3 separate regions of the Mus musculus genome follow, and regions 2 and 3 are each linked to region 1. A link is a contact called in public promoter capture Hi-C data. All regions are on one chromosome and are shown on one strand. Each heading gives the region's core, a stretch centred on a gene start, on an enhancer-like site or on the middle of the called end of the contact. The rest is flanking DNA. Distances are from core to core; before and after follow the strand shown. Region 1 holds the start of Folr1 (folate receptor 1 (adult)). Region 2 holds the start of Pold3 (polymerase (DNA-directed), delta 3, accessory subunit). Region 3 holds the start of Kcne3 (potassium voltage-gated channel, Isk-related subfamily, gene 3).

The links. Promoter capture Hi-C pulls out the DNA fragments that hold promoters and counts their contacts. Capture Hi-C pulls out chosen DNA fragments and counts their contacts.
Region 2: a contact with region 1 is called in a promoter capture Hi-C map of liver, with 4 times the contacts expected there. The contact joins the promoter of Pold3 here to the promoter of Folr1 in region 1.
Region 3: a contact with region 1 is called in a promoter capture Hi-C map of liver, with 5 times the contacts expected there. The contact joins the promoter of Kcne3 here to the promoter of Folr1 in region 1. A contact is called at or near these places in 2 of 39 promoter capture datasets (liver and pre-B cells) and 2 of 9 other capture datasets (adipose tissue and liver).

The regions. Positions count from the first base shown.
Region 1 is chr7:101,869,157-101,872,936 of GRCm38.p6, forward strand. Folr1 (folate receptor 1 (adult)) reads right to left here and starts at 1,632. Exons shown (of 7, transcript NM_001252554.1): 1 at 1,453-1,632; 2 at 1-148. It overlaps Gm35597 (a long non-coding RNA gene), which reads left to right and starts at 1,555. Exons shown (of 3, transcript XR_378387.3): 1 at 1,555-2,515; 2 at 3,441-3,580.
Region 2 is chr7:100,119,830-100,123,609 of GRCm38.p6, forward strand. It overlaps Pold3 (polymerase (DNA-directed), delta 3, accessory subunit), which reads right to left and starts at 1,671. Exons shown (of 12, transcript NM_133692.2): 1 at 1,535-1,671. The coding sequence starts at 1,594.
Region 3 is chr7:100,176,919-100,180,698 of GRCm38.p6, forward strand. It overlaps Kcne3 (potassium voltage-gated channel, Isk-related subfamily, gene 3), which reads left to right and starts at 1,765. Exons shown (of 4, transcript NM_001360467.1): 1 at 1,765-1,848. Gm51453 (a long non-coding RNA gene) reads right to left here and starts at 1,773. Exons shown (of 3, transcript XR_003946660.1): 1 at 1,403-1,773; 2 at 882-1,313; 3 at 466-735.

The sequences.
Region 1 (3,780 bases), core at 382-2,881:
CTTAGGGTATGTGGATCCTGCTGAGAAGTGTCAGGCGGCAAACAAGGAAAAGATGGCAGCTCTCAGAGTGCCTCGGGCTTCTTTGTCTCCACTCTAGGCTTCCTTTGCTTTCTTCATTCCAGGAGACAGCCGGCCGAGGTTTAGTGGCCTAGGAAACAGAGCTGTGTGGAGCAGGTAGTGGGAATGCAGCCCAGGAATGGAGCCTGAGATTGGGCGAGGCCATTCAGCTGTTAATTATTGCATGTGTGCAACAGCAGGCCTCTGTAGGGATGCGATTAATAGTACAGGCTCCGTTCTTGGGATGTGTATGGCAAAGGCTGGCCTAGCATGTGTGAGGCCCTGGGTTCAATCCCCAGCATTGCAAGTAAACAAATAAACAAACAGCTGGGTGGTGGCACATGCCTAGTATGTGTGAAGCCCCAGTTTCAATCCCAGCATTGCAAATAAATAAACAAACAGCCGGGCTGTGGTGGTGCATGCCTTTAATCCCTGCACTCGGGAAGCAGAGGCAGGCAGATCTTTGTAAGTTTGAGACCAGCCTGATCTACAGAGAGAGTTCCAGGATAGTCAAGGCTACACTGAAAGACCCTGTCTCAAACAAACAAACACCTCACATTGTGTCTTGAGCTGCTAAGATCCTTTAAAATAATCCATCCACTACCAACACCCATGTCCTATTATACACATGAATAGGATGAGCCCCAGAGGACCACACCAGAGCCAATGGCAGGACTGTCACTAGAACACAGGCTTGCAACTTCCAGGCCTGTTGTATAGAATCAGAAGATCCCATGTCCCCAACTTCTCTCAGCTACAAGTTCCCCCAACCTCACCAGCCAGGCTATCACCCACTTCCAGTCACAAGACCCTGATGGCCTAACCTTTCTGACGAGAGCCTCAGTGCTGTGGAAGCCCAGGCTTCCTTTCCTTCTCCACTTGCTCACCTCCCACTCCTGTGACAGATCTTTACAGGCGTGGGGGCGTGGGGGGAACCCTTAAGGATCTGAGCTAATTTTGACATCACCCACATTTCACTGCAGCCAAAACAGGACCCCGTCCCCCACCCATCCCTTACTGGGAGCCCAGGATGGCGCTGCTGTTGGATAAAGGAGTGGGGAGTAGATTTGAGCAGGAGACTCGGAGTTGTTGATCAGTTACCTGTGCGTGTGTGGCCCCAGAGGAAGGCTCCAAATTGGACATAGATGTGGGAGCTGTCTCAACCGAAATTTAAGTGAGATAGTAGAGACCACTACATTGGTGAATGTCAGGAGAAAGAGAAAAGGAAGGAGGGGAAGGAAGGCAAGGAAGAAGGGAAGGAGGAAGGAGAGAGAGGAGGCAATTTGGACTCTGGGGGAAAATTAGCCAAAGAACAAGGCCCTACAAAGAGAGACAGGCTCCCAGGAGGTCCCTGGTTCTGTCTTGCTACCCTTCGCCCTGGCCACTGCCATGTACCTGAATCCTGTGACACACCAGGAGTGTTTGTCTACTGAAGATCACAACAGGTTGGGGACTTCTAGAGCCGTCAGCCTCCTTTCTTGTTTATACTTCCAGATCAGCCTGCTGACTGGGGAAGGGTGGGCCAGGTATCTATAAAGCCTAAAGCTGGAGGCCCTTCTAAGCTGTCTCTGCCCCGGGGCTGATTATTAACTGGCCTTTATGGCTCCTCTATTGCAAGAGTGAGGTTTGCCCCCTGGGTGATGCTCCTGAGCTCTACAGCTTCTGAATAATTAACCTTTCCAGTGAGGATTTGAGGTGAAGATTGAGCTGGGGCCTGGAGTGAACACCCTGCCCTGCCTCAGCTCCTGCCTGAGTGAGGAAAAAAAGAAATAAAAAGGAGGCCATGACAGCCCCTAGGTATGGTGGAGGAGAAAGTTTATTGTAGATATGGAGAAGAGCCTAGCCAGAAAAGCATTTGGAAGGGCCCAGAGTGAACAAGACCCTGAGCTGGGTCATGGGAGGGGAGAGGGGAAAGCCATGAGACCAAAAGTGCAAAAGGGTAAAAAGACCAGCTTAGCCAAAATGACTGCATTCTATAGAGAAGAACCACTAGAAGAAGGGTGGCCCAGGCCCTGGGCTGGAGAAGGTTTAGGTCAGGGAACCAGGCACGCCAACCAGGAGGATCCTGAAAACAAGCAGAGACTGGGGGATGCTAGGAGAGCTAGGCAGCTTGTGTAGGACCTCCATCAGCTATTTGACTGCATTTGAGCCCTAATGCCCTGAATGTTGAAGTGTTGTACCCATCCGGAGCCTAAGTGTTGAGATCATTTGACCACTAGGGAGGGACAGAATTTCACAGTCACCTTGGAGCCAGTCCAAGAAGTATCTCCCTGAGATAGCAGCTTATTATCAGCAAAACTGACTGTCAGTGTCTAGTCTGGCCCAGCCTGCTAGTGTCTTGTGACCAGGCTGAAAAAACAGGAAGGTGTTTGACAACCCCCCACATCCAACAGTGGGATTAAAGGCCAGGAAGCAAGAGAAGGCCTCCAGATTGCAGGGGAGAGAATCCTGAGCTTTGGTGAGTATCGGGCCCCCGATGTGCGCCATTCACACTGTTCAGGGCTGTGGACACTGGAGTTTGTCTACAAGTCTGGTGTCGTTCGTTTGCTTGAGAGAAGTCTATCAGGCATCCTGGAGCAGCATTCTAAGGCTTATGACTCCACACTACTTCTCCTGCCTGATTTTTTTTTTCTTTTCTTTTTGAGACAGGGTTTCTATGTGTAGCCCTGGCTGCTCTGGAACTCACTCTGTAGACCAGGCTGGCCTCGAACTCAGAGATCCACCTGCCCTCTGCCTCCCGACTGTTGGGATAAAAGTCTGCCTTTCTTTCTTTCTTTCTTTCTTTCTTTCTTTCTTTCTTTCTTTCTTTCTTTCTTTCTCTCTTTCTAAACATTTTTTTTTTTTTTTTTTGCTTTTTTGGTTTTTCGAGACAGGGTTTCTCTGTATAGCCCTGGCTGTCCTGGAGCTCACTTTGTAGACCAGGCTGGCCTTGAACTCAAAAATCTGCCTGCCTCTGCCTCCCGAGTGCTGGGATTAAAGGCGTGTGCCACCACGCCCGGCTACATTTATTTATTATATATGTAAGTACACTGTAGCTGTCTTCAGACTCCCCAGAAAAGGATATGAGATCTCATTACAGATGGTTGTGAGCCACCATGTGGTTACTAGGAATTGAACTCAGGACCTCTGGAAGAGCAGTCAGTGCTCTTAACCTCTGAGCCATCTCTCCAGCCCCCACAAGTCTGTGTTTCTGATCATTTCCAGCTCTGTCCACTAGAATTCTGCTTGTACTTCTTTACAAGCAAGCGCAACCTTATTGCTGACTCTTGGATATATATGTCCCCACTGTCCCCACTGTCCCCACAAGACCTTTGCAAGGGATTCTTTCCAGTCACATCCTGTCCATTAAGCTGAGACTATCATTTGTGTTCCATTACTGACAGGATGAACACCTGGATTCTTTAACTCCCCAGCACCTCTTATCTGCGATAAAATGGCATTGTCTCTCTCCTGCTTCAGATGTGCACATTTTGAGAAGTGGAGAGCAAGAATACAGTATGACATCTCTTCTCAGAGACTACAGGTGGCTTCCTTAGGCTGATGGTGAAGTTGTTTTAGTGGGCAGCTGTAGGCTGAGGTCTGTCTTTAGTTACTTTTCTGTTGCTGTGATAAAACATCCTGACCAAGGCAACTTATAGAAGGGAGGGATTATTTGGGGTTTACATTTGAGAGGGGTAGGAAGTCCCATTGTGGTGGGGGAGTGTAAGAACAGGCAGGCATGGA
Region 2 (3,780 bases), core at 421-2,920, 1.7 Mb before region 1:
GTCCTGTAAACTACAGCAGATACCAACAAGAAAAAAACCATATGACAAGTAAGGCCAGGGTACTTACCTTACAAACACTAAGATGCTTCACAGACTGATCAATGCAAAAGAATCTACAAAGGTGGGTCAGAGAGATGGGCAGTGGGGAAAGGCACTTGCTACCACACCCTTAAGAACCTGGGTTTGGCCGGGCGGTGGTGGCACACGCCTTTAATCCCAGCATTTAGGAGGCTGAGGCAGGAGGATTTCTGAGTTCAAGGCCAGCCTGGTCTACAGAGTGAGTTCCCAGGACAGCCAAGGTTATACAGAGAAACCATGTCTCGAAAAACAAACAAACAAAAAGAGCCTGGGTTTGATTTGTTGGATTCGTACGGTGGAATGAGAGAACTGGTCCTCTGACATCCATAATTGTGACATAGCACAATTATGTGTGTGTGTGTGTGTGTGCGCGCGCGCACGCGCATGACACTAAACATAATAAGAAAAGTCTTAAGAGTCTACAAAGCCAAGCCAAAGATTATTTAGCTCAAACTCCTTGTCTTACTTAAAAGCTCTCTGACCCTCTTGTCTTTAAGAAGCTACCTAAAACTATCCTAAAATTTATCTAAAACCTAGCATTACTTGAAAGCACATAACCCAGGAACTTCTCAGTAAATTTGCAACTATTCAAATGTTAAGAGGAACAGGTGGTGTGGGAATCAAAAAAAAAAAAAAAGAGAGAGAGAAAAATGGATAAATGTAGTATGGGGTAATTTCAAGAACTAGGGGCATCGAGCCTCCATCCTTCCCTGACCCGGTATGTCTGTTGTTTCTTCCAAAGCTAAACGATGCACTCCCAATAAGAGGACTAATAAAGATTGGTCAGAGGCAGAGTGGCAGACAGAGGCAGAGGGGAAAGAGACAGACCTGGGATTCAAGAATTTATCTATCCAGCCCTAATGGCCCTTGACGCGTTTATACACGTCATTTGACCCTTGGCTAAATCCCACTTCTAGGGATAACACAAAAGCCTGGAGGACCCGGGAGGTGTGAGTCGGTGTACCAAACTGTGTCCATGGGCTCACAGCAGCAAAGGTCCATCACACCCAAGTCTCTTCATTTTTACGCTAGCCCGAGGAGGTGGGTCAAGCTGCTTTCAATATTTAAATTTCCAGGAAGAGGAAACTGTCTCTGGTGGGTAAAGCACCAGGCAGTCGCCTATGAAAGTCGGCCAGTCTCAACTGTCTTGAGGGGCCACCACCCGACAGAGCAGGGAAAGGAAGCCTCACGAACCCCGCTGGCTTCCCAGGCTCCACGCCCCCGGACCTCACAATCCCGCCCAAGGCCCCGGGGCTTGGGCGCGCGCCAGAAGCTCTGCCCGCAGGGCGTGTCTCCCTACGCGGGTTTCGCGGTGACCAGTGGCCACCTCAGCCGGTCCCCGAGAAGCCACAGGCACCGGGGGTCGCGACCCCTCGCCGACCGGGCAGGCCCAGTCCCCCGCACACCCGCCTCGCACGGCCCCGCCTTCCCCACCCCCGTGGTCCTAGCTCCTCACGATCTTGTTCTGGTCCGTGACGAACTCGTCTATGTTTTCTAGATACAGCTGTTCCGCCATGGTGGTGCGGCTTCGAGCCCCGCGCTCAACCCGCCCCAGCCGTAGCTCCCGCCGGCGGGAAACAGCTTCGCTCACTCTCGGGTCACAGGTCGTCTCCCAGGGCAACCAAGGCGCCGCGCTACGGCGGCGGGTGAGGGCCAAACTAGTGAGAGGCCAGCCAGGGCTGATGTAGGGGGAAGTTGGAGCGAGACCGACCGGAAGTGAGGCGCGAGCCCGTGGTTGTCGGTGTGCACCTGAGAACGTTGCGATTTCTCTGCTACCACAAGTAGACTGACTCATAACCTTATATTTCACCGCTGGGGGCGGGGGAGTGCTGTGGCCAAGAGTACACATGGAGCCTACATTGTAAAGGAGAGGGAGGAGGGGGAAGAGGGGGAGGAGGGGTGGCTTAAAAGAGTTGGTGTCAGGCGTGGTGGTGCAAAAGCAAGCAGATCTTTGTGAGCTGAAGACCACCCTGTTCTACCCATGGAGCTCCAACCTAGCCAGAGCTACCAAGTAAGAGTCACTAGATTAGGGACATGATCTTTGGGTCAACCAGGAGTTTCCCGGAAGATGTGAAAAGACTGGGGAAAAGAGCAGACGAGAAATCAAATCATTCTATTTGGCTGGAGTTATAAGTGAGACGATACACATAAAACCTTCAAGCTGTGCTCACCACGATCACACTAATAATAGCTGGTAACTGTGTTGTTACACGACAAACATATTGAGCAAGTGCTTTGAAAATGAAATTTCATTTAGTCTCATAGAAACCCAGCAAATGCATTGTGTGGTTTTCATAGAGAATCATAACAGATGCCTGTAAATAAACCCAAGATCATGTCAAAGAGATTACAGTTGTGTCTACAAATACACTGAAAGGTTTTAGGGTCAAAAACAAATCAGAGAAGAGTATCCCTTGGAATTTTCCCTCCCACGAATTAAGAGATGAAGAAAGTCTTTTAGTTTCATGTATATTCCCCAGATATATCACAATTACTTACTTACTGAGTAACTAGCATGTGGTGGGCATCTCTAGCAGTGACCCTAATCCTCAAGTAGTCTTGTTAGATTTTATTATCCCTTTATACACACACACACATACAAAAGATGAGGTCCCATCATTTCAAACCACCTTCATGTTGTTCATGGGAAGAGTGACTAGGAAACAACTGCAAGGACTTTGAGACAGGGTTTGTGTAAACAAAAACTATTTTAAGTATGATCTTGGGGCCAATGAGATAGCTCAGTGGGTAAAGTGCTTGCAGCACAGACCTGATGACCTGAGTTCAGTCCCAGGGAGCCACATAAAGATGGCAGGAGAGAACTGATTCCTTGGAGTCATCCTTTGGTCTCCACACACCATGGTACATGCAGGCCCATGTATATGCACAAAATAATTAATAAATAAAAATTCAAACTTACTGTATTCATAATGTCAGAACACCCACGTGTAATAGACTCTCAGCAAATGAATTTTGCTTGAAGTTTGGTTACAATGAAGGCATTGAGAGCTAAGTGAAAATACTGCTGAGAAAGAAGTAGAGCTCTGATGTGCCCACTGTGACTTACCATCACTGAATGGGCAGGGGCCATGTTAGACTTTGTATTTAAATATTCTCGTGTAATCTCGTCAACAATCTAGGATGTAAATATTACCTGTATACTAATATATAGATGTCAGATAACTTGAGTCTTTATCTCAGTTTTATAGAAACTGTCCAGAGTTAGGTAGTTTGCTCCAAGCCACATACATAGCAAGTATGTTTCCGTCCAGGTATGCTAAAATAATCGCCCACCGTCTCAAAGCTGGGCTTGCTTTGGTGGTAGCATTGGGCTGCCTTTTGTTCTCATCTTGGTTTTTTTGAGGTTTGGGTTTTTTCTTGTCTTCCAACTGTTTAACTTTTTACAGATCTATGTGATTTTTTACAGTTAGAGAAAACAGGAAAGGTGAAGCACCAAGCAATGGAAAATCAGTCCATTGTCTTATTCCAGATATCAGAAGGGCTTTCCATATTTTGAGACATGAAATGCAAATGAAGCTAACACACTTTTGCCTACACACACACACACACACACACACACACACACACACACACATGACTTTAGAGCAAGCAGAATTTTCACTCCCTCTGCCTTGAGGATAAAGCTTGATATCAGTGTGTCCTGCTGGGACACATCAATGTTGTCTAGAAGCCAGCACCAGC
Region 3 (3,780 bases), core at 515-3,014, 1.7 Mb before region 1:
ACCACCTGACAAGGCTAGTTTTAATTTTTTTTCAGATTTAATTGTTTTATTTAATGTCTATGATTATTTTGCCCAGCTGTATGGCCTATTACCCCACATGTGTGCCTGCTACCAGTGGAGGTCAGGAGAGGGCATTAGATCCCCTAAAACTGGAGTCACAGATGGTTGTGAGATCCTAGATGGGTACTGGAAACCTAACAGGGTCCCCCGCAAACGCAGCAGGTGCTCTTAGCTGCTGAACCATCACTCTACCCCTGTTGAGTTTTGTCATTGTTCTTGTTTGTTGTGTGCCTAGGAGTTTTGTCAGGGGGAGGCAGGGCACATCTTTAATCCCAGTGCTGAGCAGGCAGAGGTAGGCAGAGCTCTGGGAGTTTGAGGCTAGCTGGGTCTACAGAGTGAGTTTCAGAACAGCCAGGGCTATACAGAGAAACCCTGTCTCAAAAATCACATAAACAAACAAAGAAAAAAAGAAAAGAGAAACGAGATTCCCAGTCTCCCAATGGTGCTTAAGACTGGCCTTGAGGGCACCTGGCATGTAAGCGGTGCACAGACATCTACAGAGGCAAAACTCTGAATGCTGATTTCTGGGCCCCACTCTGGGTCTTTTGAATCCAAACCTCCCAGGAGGAGCCCACCGCCCTCGGTGTGCAGACTGGAGCAGCGCATACTGGGGTAATCGGGATGACGGCTCTCAGAGGTGGTGTCCAGCTTAGGGAGGAACGGCTGGATAGAAACCTGCCACACAGAAACAACACAACAAGGATGTGTTCTGAAGGAGATTAGCAATTATGCACAAAAAGCCCACCACGTGGCAATCTTGTTTTTCCCTAAGCACGTATTAGGTAATCATATCCTAATATTCTGTGATGGAAATTACTCACCTTGGAAATACTGCAGTAGATCTTTGCGAGAATTGTGAGGGAGCTCATCTGAGTGTGTTCGTTGTGTGACCTCCGCTAGTGAAGAGAGCTTGGATAAGTGGTTGCTACAGAGTCCCTGAGAGGCAGATCCCTATTTCTGTCATCAACAGGAAAATGACACTTATCAGCGTCTCTTCTATATCAACAGAAACAATTTTTAATATCATCAGAAACAATTTGGATGTGGACCCAGTGGCTGGAAAACAAGTGTTCTGGGACAGACACCAGTTAAGAAGTGAGTGGATACAAGTTGAGACCGGGCATGTGACACAGACTACTGAGGGGGGAGATGCCTGCTAGAGTACGTGGATTCTGAGACCAAGCTCTGACCGAGCTCTGCGCTGACTTGCTTGCTGAGTGTAGAATCACCTCCCCAATTTGGGCGTCTGCAAACTGAAAACAGGGTATGTCTTAGAATCAGATGTTTTCTTTGGCTATTCCGGTTTTAGTATTTTGGATTCTGAAAACACTTCTAATCTTACCGTAACCCTGTGAAGAGCGAGTGCAGGAATGGTGGTACCCATAGACAGGAAACCAAGGCCCCAGAGAGGAGCTGCCCAGTGCCACACAGCTACACAGGTACCAAGCCCGACTCCACCAAAACCTAGCGCTTGGTCTGGGTGTTTGGAAATCAGCTTTTCGCTAGGTTGGCTGAGACTTAAAGGAGACACAGACGAGAAAAATTCTGTCTGGGATCCAGGAAGCAGGTGGTTCCCCGCAACCGCACCCGGTTAAGGCTAAGGAGCTGGGCGGAGGCGCCCCAAGACAGCCAACGCTGAAGCTGGAGTGCTAAGGCAGGGCGGGGCCAGAGGAGGGACACCCTGGGAAGGAAAAGGGAGCCAGAGCCAGTAGGCGTGCAGAGATCTGAGAGCACTGAGCGCATCTGGGCATTATTGCAGTGTTCACCGGAGACAGATCGTAGAGGCGGGTAAGGCGCTACAGGGTTGGAAAAGCTATCCATAGTCCGGGCAAGACGTGCAGGGTTTCGGTGTTTTCCTTCAGAGGGGGGACCCGACGTGGGGTGCTGCTAAAACACAGAGTGGATCTTCCTTAGTGAGAAAAGCAGGTATTCCCAGGAACTATAGGGATTAGAGAGTTTCGCTGCGCATGGAAAGTCGTGTGTGGTCCGAAGGCGCTCTCCCAGGCTTTCCTCCAGGCAGCAAAGGCTCCTCCTCTCCTACCGATAAGAGGACACTCACAGGTCTGCAGCGGGACACTCACGGAAATAACATTCCAGGAGTCAGTCTTGCTCTACCAAAGCTGCGGGCTCTGCAGAACTGCCCTACCCATTCTACTCCACTGTGACCAGCCCTCGGCGATCAGATCCTCCGAAATCCCGGGACGGGCTGAAGCATCTTCCGCTGTTAGTAGCAATTCTAGGTTGAAAGTCAGGAGTCTTGGGTTCTAGTTTTCAGGTAGTGTAAATTGATGCAGGTCAACCATGGCTTTGTGCCTTATGCTTTCTTAGGTCACCTCCTGTAAAATGGGTCTCCTGCTCCAGTTGCCCCCATGTAATCCAATTAGGGCAAAGGGGAATGTTTGGGAGGTGTCTCAGCCAGTGTGTTAGAGCCCCGGGAAGCAAAGTCCTAATCTCTGCCTCCTTCTCTTTATTAATTTGCATGGGAGGAAACTGAGGACCCAGGATAATCTTATCACCAGGGACCATATTGAATTAGAACCAGTGTTTCCTCACTCCTAGCCCAGGACTCTTATTTCACGTACAGATATCGAATAAACTCATTCTCTCTGGCTCCAGCCACTCTGTAAATTGCAAATGGAGGGGTGCGATAACTGGAGGCATTAAAAACTGCCTTTAAAGTCTGTTGACTCCCGGAAGATGAAAACCGACTAGCAACTTTCTTCAGTTCAAATTCCTCAGGGCATGTTTTCTATCTGTAACGCAGGGGAGCTTGAAGTACCTTCTAAGAGGGAGGCAGGCAAGACCAAGAACCTCCATCCTATGCTTGGCTACACAGACTGGCCAAGTAGGGGCAGGGAAGGCACTTGTAAATGGCAAGGACCTGCAGGATTCATCAGAAAGGGTGGGACACAAAGGAGGTGGGCGACCCTTGGTGGCTGTGGGCTGTGAGAGGGCACAGCAGAAGGTAGGCACTTGGGATGACTGCTCTCAGAGGTGAGCTGAGCCATGGATGGCTATGGGAACAATGTGAGCAGGGTTCCCAGTAACTTTCTCATGCCTGCTCCGCCTATTGTCTCCCCCAGTTCTCACGAGGTGAGCTGGGCACTGGTAATTACCTCCGTCTTACAGATATGGTTCAGAGGAAAAGCATTCAAGGTCACATAGGCAGAACTAGGATCATGAAAGGTACTCTTGAAAGGCGAGATCACAGGCTGAGACTTGGGCTATCTGTGTGCCTTCTGTGGGTGTGGATGGCCACACCTTTGGTAGGTACACAGGGAAGAGCATTGCAAAACCATTTACCGTTCTCTGGGGGCCAAGAATGTTTGCCCTTTGGATAAACGGGCTCAGATCAGATGTGGGAAGTGTCTGGGTTTCCAAAGGAGACTCAGAATTTCCCTCTCTTGCCCCATGCCACCTGCTCAAGGGGCCTCCCCTCTATCTAAGGCAGCTTATCTTGGGGTAACTGGGAGTCTTTTCTACTTTGGTTTTCTATTAAAACATTGAAAGCTGATTCCATGAAGCTGTTAGGGGATGAGTTGGGGAGGGTACTCTCTTATAGGAGAGAGATTGAGTCACTTGTTCTTTTTGGTGCTCACTATGTAAACAGGCCTGAAGAATAAAGAAATGCATGAGGCCCCTGCCCTGAAACCTCCAAGCATATGTGCAGGGATACACTGGGCCCACATCGACACTCACAAACAGATTCCAAATGGCCCA